3 separate regions of the Mus musculus genome follow, and all the other regions are linked to region 2. The links are chromatin contacts, called in public HiChIP or PLAC-seq maps. All regions are on one chromosome and are shown on one strand. The core of a region is the stretch at or near the end of the contact, and the rest is flanking DNA. Distances in the headings are between cores, read along the strand shown. Region 1 has its middle 14 kb from the start of Gm31775. Region 2 overlaps Zmiz1 (zinc finger, MIZ-type containing 1). Region 3 has its middle 11 kb from the start of Gm41111.

What was found. HiChIP or PLAC-seq counts read pairs in DNA pulled down with a chosen protein or histone mark.
Region 1: a contact with region 2 is called in an H3K4me3 HiChIP or PLAC-seq map of embryonic basal ganglia, with 4 times the contacts expected there. The contact joins two enhancer-like sites. A contact is called at or near these places in 6 of 115 datasets of contacts at active chromatin or transcription factors (embryonic basal ganglia, embryonic forebrain, embryonic hindbrain and 3 more) and 1 of 9 other capture datasets (embryonic tail).
Region 3: an H3K4me3 HiChIP or PLAC-seq map of embryonic basal ganglia shows a contact between it and region 2, with 2.8 times the contacts expected there. The contact joins two enhancer-like sites. A contact is called at or near these places in 1 of 15 datasets of contacts at CTCF or cohesin (large pre-B cells), 4 of 115 datasets of contacts at active chromatin or transcription factors (embryonic basal ganglia, embryonic stem cells and forebrain) and 1 of 9 other capture datasets (embryonic tail).

What each region holds. Positions count from the first base shown.
Region 1 is chr14:24,649,811-24,652,510 of GRCm38.p6, forward strand. No RefSeq gene overlaps it. Among named protein-coding and RNA genes, the nearest start is that of Gm31775, 14 kb to the right of the region's middle. Within about 2 kb of position 1,266, at least 29 of the 459 cell types and tissues checked have an H3K27ac peak or open chromatin away from gene starts, as enhancers often do. A contact at or near this core is called in embryonic basal ganglia, embryonic forebrain and forebrain, where this site is marked.
Region 2 is chr14:25,622,604-25,625,303 of GRCm38.p6, forward strand. All of the region lies in intron 6 of Zmiz1 (zinc finger, MIZ-type containing 1), which reads left to right. Among named protein-coding and RNA genes, the nearest start is that of Gm45915, 20 kb to the left of the region's middle. Within about 2 kb of position 1,363, at least 54 of the 459 cell types and tissues checked have an H3K27ac peak or open chromatin away from gene starts, as enhancers often do. A contact at or near this core is called in embryonic basal ganglia, embryonic forebrain and forebrain, where this site is marked.
Region 3 is chr14:24,992,554-24,995,253 of GRCm38.p6, forward strand. No RefSeq gene overlaps it. Among named protein-coding and RNA genes, the nearest start is that of Gm41111, 11 kb to the left of the region's middle. Within about 2 kb of position 1,343, at least 29 of the 459 cell types and tissues checked have an H3K27ac peak or open chromatin away from gene starts, as enhancers often do. A contact at or near this core is called in embryonic basal ganglia and forebrain, where this site is marked.

The DNA.
Region 1 (2,700 bases), core at 16-2,515, 970 kb before region 2:
CACTCATGTGCATGTACATGAAAGCCAGAAGTCAACTTCAGTGCAGTTCCTTAGGCGCCATCCACCTTATTTATGGAGAAAAGTTTCTCACTGCCCTGTTGCTTGCCAGGCCAGTGCCTGAACTAGCTCAGCTGCTCAGTGAGCCCTAAGAGTCAGCCTGTTTCTGCAGTGCTGAGATTCCAAGTGTGTGCCATGATAGCTGGCATACTGTTTTTACTTGGTACAGGGTATCAAACGCAGGTCATATGCTGTGCAGTGACTACTTTACACACAGCTGTCTCCCTAGCCCCATGTGTAACCTTTGTCATTTCCTTGCATGAGTTCTAGACACAGACCCAGTGCTCCAGAGTGAGTCCCCTTTTCTAAGCTTTTAATGAACATTCCTGGTATCCAGATCTTCCCTTCTTATCTGGGCTCAATGCCACCTTGCAGCCCACAGGGGACACAGAGGGACCAGTTATGAGTATGCTTTGGGGGTCTTGGAAGTTACCCAGAAAAGCAGCCTGGAGGAGGCACTGAGCAGAACCCAGAGTGACAGATGGACACTCTCTGCAGGCTCACAGAGGGGCTTCTGCAGCTTGCTAGGAGGCTGTTTCTTTCCAGGTTCTTATTCTTCAAGGCCTGATGGAAGCCCACCCTGTCCTCAAAGCCTTCCTGGGCTTCTATCCTTGCGGGCTCCATTGCAAAGCTAATTTTGTCTGGTCTGTGCTGCCTCCTATGGACAGTGATTGTAAAAGTCAGTGTCGCCCATAGGACAGGTGGCACACACAGGCCTTAATAAATAAATTAATACATCAATAACTGGCTAGGGGAGCCTGGACTTGAGCCCTATCTCTACAGTGACCCCCATGGGATCCATGGGGCTCTGTGCAAAGCCCTGAGGTAATCATGAGTAGGAATGAGTACCCCAGGAACCACCTGTCTCCCCTCTCAGATCTAGGTTTGCAGGGAGCCACTCTCTCAAGCCTGAGGCCGGGCTGTTTGCGCTCTGCACAGGGATGTGGATATCTCTGTGCCTTTCCCTTCATCCTTCCAGGAGCAGGTTTCCGGAGACAAATATACCCTCCGCACCAGCCCCTCGATCTGTCTAAACACAATTTGACATGCGTTGCTATTAGCTTAGCACCTTATCAAATAATGTGGCTTGATCGAGATAAAAGGTTTTACAACCCTGGCTGCCTTTGTTTCTGCCTGCATTCACCCGCCGAGACAGCTAATAATTACCACCAAAGACAAAGAGAAATCTATACGCACGGCTTCCAGCTCTCGTGTGCATGTTAAGCAGCGGCAGGAGAGAGCTGGGAGGAGCCGGCTGGCGTTTGGTCTTGGCCAATCCTAGGGGCAGGAGGCCAGCCCCAGAACCTGGCCTAGTTGAGGTAGCCAGTGGTGAGCTGAAAGGAAAGACAGACGGATATGCTGGAGATGGTGCAGCCCTCGAATGTTGGAACCCTAAGTCTGTGCTACTAGGAGCTCTTTGATCTTCACTGAATCTCTGCTATGGGTCTGCCACAGGAGTCAAGACACCTTGGCTCTTGGGTGAGCATGCTGTCTAGCTCCACTTTCCCCACCCAGGAAGTTGAAGGGTTGTGGGTGGTGGAAATGGTCATTTCAGGCAGAAAATGGCTTAGATGACATCATCTAGGTCTGTATCATGGCTAAACCTGCATGAGGCCTTGACCACGGGTGCTGAAGGAGGAGACAGAGGCCTTAACTTGAGACTCTTGGGCAGACAGTCTTCCCCTCTGGGGCAGCAAACATGGAAGGTGCAAGGAGAGTTCAAGGAGAGCTCTAGGAATGAAAGCAAGCTGGGAAAGCTTCCTGGAGGAAGAGGGTTTGAGCAGTACCCAGATGGATGAGCAATGATACAGGTTGTGTGAGAAAGGTGTTAGAGCTTTGAGTCTGGATTATAGTGTCTGTAGGCACTGGTGGTCTCTAGGGTTTAACAATTGCCCCAGAACCAAGACTGAAGGGATATCTTGGAGTTCCCATCCACTACAGCCCTTGCCTGCTGTGAGAGGGGTAGAACCAGTGACAAGCTGCTAACTGTTGAAATGTTACTTTAGAAAACACACTTTAGCCAGGGCTACACAGAGAAACCCTGTCTCAAAAAAACAAAACAAAACAAAACAAACCACCACCACCAACAACAAAAGCAACTCCCACGTAAACACTTTCACTATTGCCAACTCCAAGACATCAGTAAGATGTCACTGAATGTAGAAAGGGTAGAGATGAGCGTGGGTGGCTCTTGTGATTGAGTGAAAACCCCAGCACAGCATGGGTTGGAGTTTACTGTGGACTCAAGGAGTCAAGTCAGTAGCCTCCAAGGCATCAGTAATCAAGAAGATAGAGCAGCACACAGGTCTCTTTCACCCCCACTTGCTCCTATGGCAGACATCACTAATCAATTATACTTTTGTCAAGCTGAGGATCCTTCTCATCCAAGAAAGTGCAATGGGTTGGTTAAAGCCAGCATGTAGTTCCATTGCCTGATCTAGACTTAATTTCCTCAAAAGCTCCTGAGTGATGAAACTGAAGAAGAATTCTCCTAAAATGATCAGCCCTGATGGCCTCCCAAACTGGCACTCTTCCCTGCTTCTATGCTGTCGTCGTTTCTTTTGAGAGCTGCAGTGAGGGAGAGCATCTGAAAGACAAAGCCATGGCAAGGCTGGCAGGTCTGGTAAAGACCAGGAAAGTCTT
Region 2 (2,700 bases), core at 113-2,612:
TTCTTCTTGCTTGGTTATATCTGTGTGGAGCAGGGAAGTGAGGCCTGGGCTCTTTCTGTCCTGGGTTCTCATGGAGGCTGAAGAGGAGGCTAGAAGGAGCTGACATGGAGTCTCCTCATGAGAAGTCTGAGTCATTGGACCGTCTTGGGGAGTCAAGCTGTTCATCTTGGGCTTCTCTCTTCTGCTCTCTCCTTTATTTCAGCCAGCTGGCCTTTACATTTCCTCCCTCCCTTCCTCCCTCCCTCTTTCCTCTCTTTTTTTTATACTGCTAGCTGTCCTGGAACTTGCCACATAGACCAGGTTGTCTTAGAACTCCCAGAGATCCCCCTGCCTCTGCCTCCCCAGTGCTTAGTGAGGCTAAAGGTATGTGCCAGCACACTGAGCTCCTATTTACTTTCCTAATGGGACATTTCAGTGCTAGTTTTTCTCCATGTTGTATGACAGCTGGTCAGCTTCCCATTAGTGCAGGAACCTTCCCTGAGAGTCTTCTGTAGCCCTTAGATGATGGAGTCTTCCTATCTCATCATCTGGACAATGTGGAGTGTGTGTGTATGTGTGTGTGAGAGAGAAAGAGAGAGAGAGAGAGAGAGAGAGAGACTCTTGTTTCCACTACTCTAATTGTATGCATGCATGGCCTCTTCAGAAGGACAAGAGGGAGGTGGATCAGGTATTGGGAGAACTGTGGATCTGGAGCCAGCTCCCTCTTCCTGCCCGTGTGAATGTCTGCTCTACAAAGAGATATATCTATGTACTTTGTACATAAGTAATTTTTCTCCTTCAAAGAGTATAGAACCCCCTGCCATTTGCTCTTGCTGGTTGTCCTTTGGCAAGTCTCTCAGTGTCTCTGGGGGCCAGGAGACTAGACATAGTGATCACCGATTCCCAGCACTGTCAGGACGGCAAAGAAAAAGGGGTGTCCTGATTTGTCTAGCATATGCAGCTGACCTTCTGAGGACACAATGCCTGTACGAGCTGGCTCTTTTAAGGTCAGAGAAAGAAGCCGTTTCATCCTCAGATTCTCCCTCAGCCCAGGATCCCAGCAGAGTCCAAACTGTGAAGTCTGGCTCCAGCCTGCTGACCACCATCCGTGGTCCTGTGGCCTTGCTGGGTTGCCCATTGTCTAGCCAGGCCAGCCCCTCAGGCCTCAAGCTCACCCTGTCTGTGCCCGCTCAGCCTGGCCAGCTGGCCGTCCAACCCCAGCCCCTCCTGCCACCGTGCTTTCGCCTCAAGCTCCGTTAATTTTCATGGCCTCCATCAGAGGCAGAAGGCAAAAGCTGTTTCCTGCAGAGAGAGAGAACAGGAGCTGGAGGGATGGAGGGAGGGTTGTGTGGAGTGCTGTGTGGTGATTGAACACTGCAGAGGCCTAAACAAATGACGGTCGCCTCCTCCAGAGGCTCTGAAGAGAAACCAGGAGCTGGGACTGACTGCACAGCAGATGGCCAGGCTGCTGTCTGCCTTGTGCTTGCCCTCCCTCCCCCATCACATCCTGCCTTACCTGGGGCCCGGCTCCTGAGATCCCACAGCTGGCTCAGCCCTATGGCCACAAGATGCAGAGTCCTCAGCTCCACTCAGCCAGCCCACCAGCTGTTGATGGTGGCCCCGAGAGCTGCTGGCCCCGAGAGCTGCTGGGGACAGACCCAGGTTCCCAAATACAAGACCTTCAATCAGAGGACTCCAGAGGCAGAGTCACTGGAATAGGGTCTGACCCGAATCAAGTTCTCCACCTGTAGCTCCTCCGTCATGCCACTAGAACACCTGTGTAGACAGAAAAGGTCACCTGCAGGTGAGGCAGGTGCATAGCCCACCTGGGCCTTGCTCCAAAAACTGACATAAAACCAGGGCTCCACCCACTCCTGTCTCCAGCCCAGGATTCTTCTTCTGAGAGAGAGTGTGAGGTTGAAGAAGCTCTGCAGCCCAAGGTGGAAAGGTAACCCAAAGAGGGGTTACAGAGCTGGTCCTGAGAGCCCCTGAATATTACGTCAGTGAATAGGAGAAAGGAGAGAGAGCCTCTCACATCCATTCCTGAAGTCCTTGAGAGCATTTCGTGCTGCCGGGCCCGACAGTGCTTCTCAGAGTGAGACTGGACAGCGTCACCATCACCATAACCTGATGGAAATGCAGATTCGTCAGCTCTGTCCTGCAGCATCAGAGATCCCACAGTTACGGGAGTCTAGGACTTGTAACCAGCCTTCCAGACGATTCTAAGGATTGCACTAGGAGAATGTCTGGCCAGGAAATCCAGATGGTTCAGTCTTGCTCTGGGATTTCCTGTCCGGGACATCCTGAGTGTTACATACTGGCCAGGGGTATCCAGAAAGCCACAGCCCTGGTGTCAAAAGAATGACTTTCACTGCAATGAGATGACAGGATATTTTAAAGAAGTCCATAGGGAATTATATCAAGTTAAAAAAGTAAAACAATAACAACAACAGAAATCTCTGTGCCTTCACCACCCTTAGGTGTGCCATCCAGAGTCTCTGAGAGTTGCTTCAGGTGGTATCAGTCTAAAACCAAGAGTGTCTATGACAATCTAGAACATGTTCTGGAATGTTTCTCCAGGGTATGAAAGGGACCCCCTGTGGTTTAGGAAAAAAAACGATCCAGTGGCATAAAGAGATCAGTCAGCTGTTTTCCTGCAGCAGACTGTTAACCTACCAGCCCCGATGGGCACCTGGAGAGGAGGTGGTCACAGCCAGACGC
Region 3 (2,700 bases), core at 93-2,592, 630 kb before region 2:
CTTGGACAGGAGAGATGGCTCACTGTGTGAAGGCACTTGTTATACAAGCCTGGTGACCTGAGGTTTTTTTCCTAGAACCCACCGTGGAAGGAGAGAACTTTATTCCCAAACAGTGTCATCTGACCTCCACACAGATGCCATAGCCCATGTCTGCCTATGCACGCGTGCGTGCGTGTGTGTGTGTGTGTGTGTGTGTGTGTGTGTATGTGTGTGTGTGTGTGTGTGTGTGTGTGTGTGTGTATGTGTGTGTATGGACAAACAACAACAACAACAACCCTCCCTGCTGTAGGGTCAAATTGCAACTCAGCCTGGCTCACAAGCGTGGTGACCGGCCTGCCTGCCCCTGGTCTCCTGCTCTGCTCCCCCACTCCCACATCCAGCTCTTTCATTTTGTACTGCTGCCAGATTCAAGCATTCATCGCCGGTGAAATGATCGATGCTGTCTTTCACCTCGTCTCTGTCTTGAATGCCCTTCCTTTCCTAAATAACATCTATTCCTGCTTTTGAATTAATCTTCGCGCTCCCGTCCGTCAGCTAGGAAGCCTTCCATTAAGCACTCCAGATTTGAATTATATTCTCCTTCCTCTGCTCCCACAGCAGTGGAGACAGGGGTGCTGCACCTTGAACAGTGGTGGCTTCCCGGATATTCTAGGCAGAGACCCCCTTTGCTACCCACTGCGACCCTTTGCTTCTGTGTTTGGGAAGGTGGCTTATCAAGCTACCTACTTGGGAGGATGCCATCAGAGGGAGCAGAGACCTGCCCACCACTTCTCAGGGAAACCCAGGGTACCCCCTTGTCTATCACTACCAATGTCTTTATGCCTGCCATTCTTGCTGTCATATAGCAGTGATCTAGTCACAATAACCAAGGTGGCCTGATAACCAGGGATGTCCAGCGCAGGAATGTTGAATTAAACAATACATGTTTGGCTAATGCCCTTTGCTGCTCACTATATCAGGGTCTTGACTGCATGCTCATAGGATGGGAGATAATGGAGACTAACAAGGACTTTGGACATATGCTCTGGAATCCTAACACAAATCTCAGGCTCAAATGTAGCTTTCTACAGCACCCTTAGTGTTGAGCAGAGGCAATATTCTGTATGGACTGCTGCAAGGGAACATCAGAGAACATGGAGGACCATCCGTGGCTGTTAGAGGCAGGGGGTGGGGCGGGACTGTAGAATGAGATTCGGGAAAGCATCAACTCTGAAACCACTGGGATCTTAAAGGCAGTTGTAGTGTGAACTCCAGAGCTCTCTGTCGCCATGCTCCCTTGCTGGGATCTGCAACCGTGTTCCCAGGCATTGAACATTTAGCTGCTGGGCAGGGAGGGAGGTGGGGGTGGAAGAGTGGGAACAGCCAACAACTCCTGGGGACAACTGCCTCCTCCAAGCCTTTTCTGCCAGGATCTGAGGAAGCCTGTTTACACGGGTCCCCCCTGTGGTCTCTGCTGCTTAATATGCCTTTTGAAAATGACGCTCGGTGGGATGTGTGCACATTTGTAATTACAAAGGCCCGGCTGTTTTTTTTTTTTTTTTTTTGACAATCTGTGCCTACTAATTTCTCAGCGGCAGGGAAGGGAAGCAGGAAATGTCCCCAGCCCTGCTTCAGGAACGGGCAGGCTCCTGAGCGGTGTGGTGAAGGACTTCTATTTACAAAGTCTGTTCATTCCAGACCAACTCTGCTCCGCCCAGGGAGGATCTGAGCTGCACTGGGAGGGGATGAGCTGTCCAGGGTGGCATGGGGGCATGAGAAGGTCGTGTGAAGCTTCGTCCTGTTTACGCTGCTCTTGTGGAAGTCCTGGTGTCCCTCCATATCAACCCTGGCAGGAACTGGGAGGATAAAGCAAGGCATTCCCAGAGTGGGAACCTCAAGTGGCTCGTCATCTCATCTCGAGGGGAGACAAGGGTGAAGCCCACAGGCAGAGACAGCCTTCCCAGTAACTGAGACACCGACCTGGGCTCGCAGGAGAGGGATGGAGCCTCGGGTGGAAAGAGGAGGGCCTGCGGAGACCACAGCCAAGTCTTTGAAACTGAGCTGTGGTTGAAGCCAGGTCAACACACTCACAGGCCTCCCGCATGCTATCGATGTCTGGGTGGAACCCCACCTGAAAGCCTGCTGAAACGCAGGGTCCAGCTCTGCCTTTGCAGAACAGTGGCTCTTTGAATCAAGGTGTCCGAGAATTAAGTTTCCCCAGTGTTCCCAGGGCTCAGACTTAAAGTTGAGGCGGGCATGGGGGTGTGGGGTGGGAGGGGGGGGTGCAGAACTTGATGGAGTTGCTGATAGGTCTCTCCTGGCTAAAAGTGATGACATTGGCAAGAAACTGATCTTTCTGGGGAGCAGAAACTCAAGAGCCCTCAAGTGCAGAACACAAGGCCAGCTGTGTGACCTGCCACACAGGCCTGGCTTTGATACCTAAGGAGGTAGTGGCAGGGACCACCTGGTATTGGGTATCAGTCTCAGACCCCGAAGGAGCAGAGCACTAGAAGACGCCTCTGATCTTGTCTCCTCCTTCTTTGTATAGAATCAGAACACATTCAGGCCAGAAGCAGAAAGCGTGTAATCACTTTCCTTCCTCTGTGTCCCAGACAGACAAATTGAGATCCAGATCTGTGGCCTCAAGGGACTTGTCCTTAGGCAGCAGTGCACAGATATGGGACTCAGAACCGGTGCTCCGGGTCTCCCATGCACTGCTAG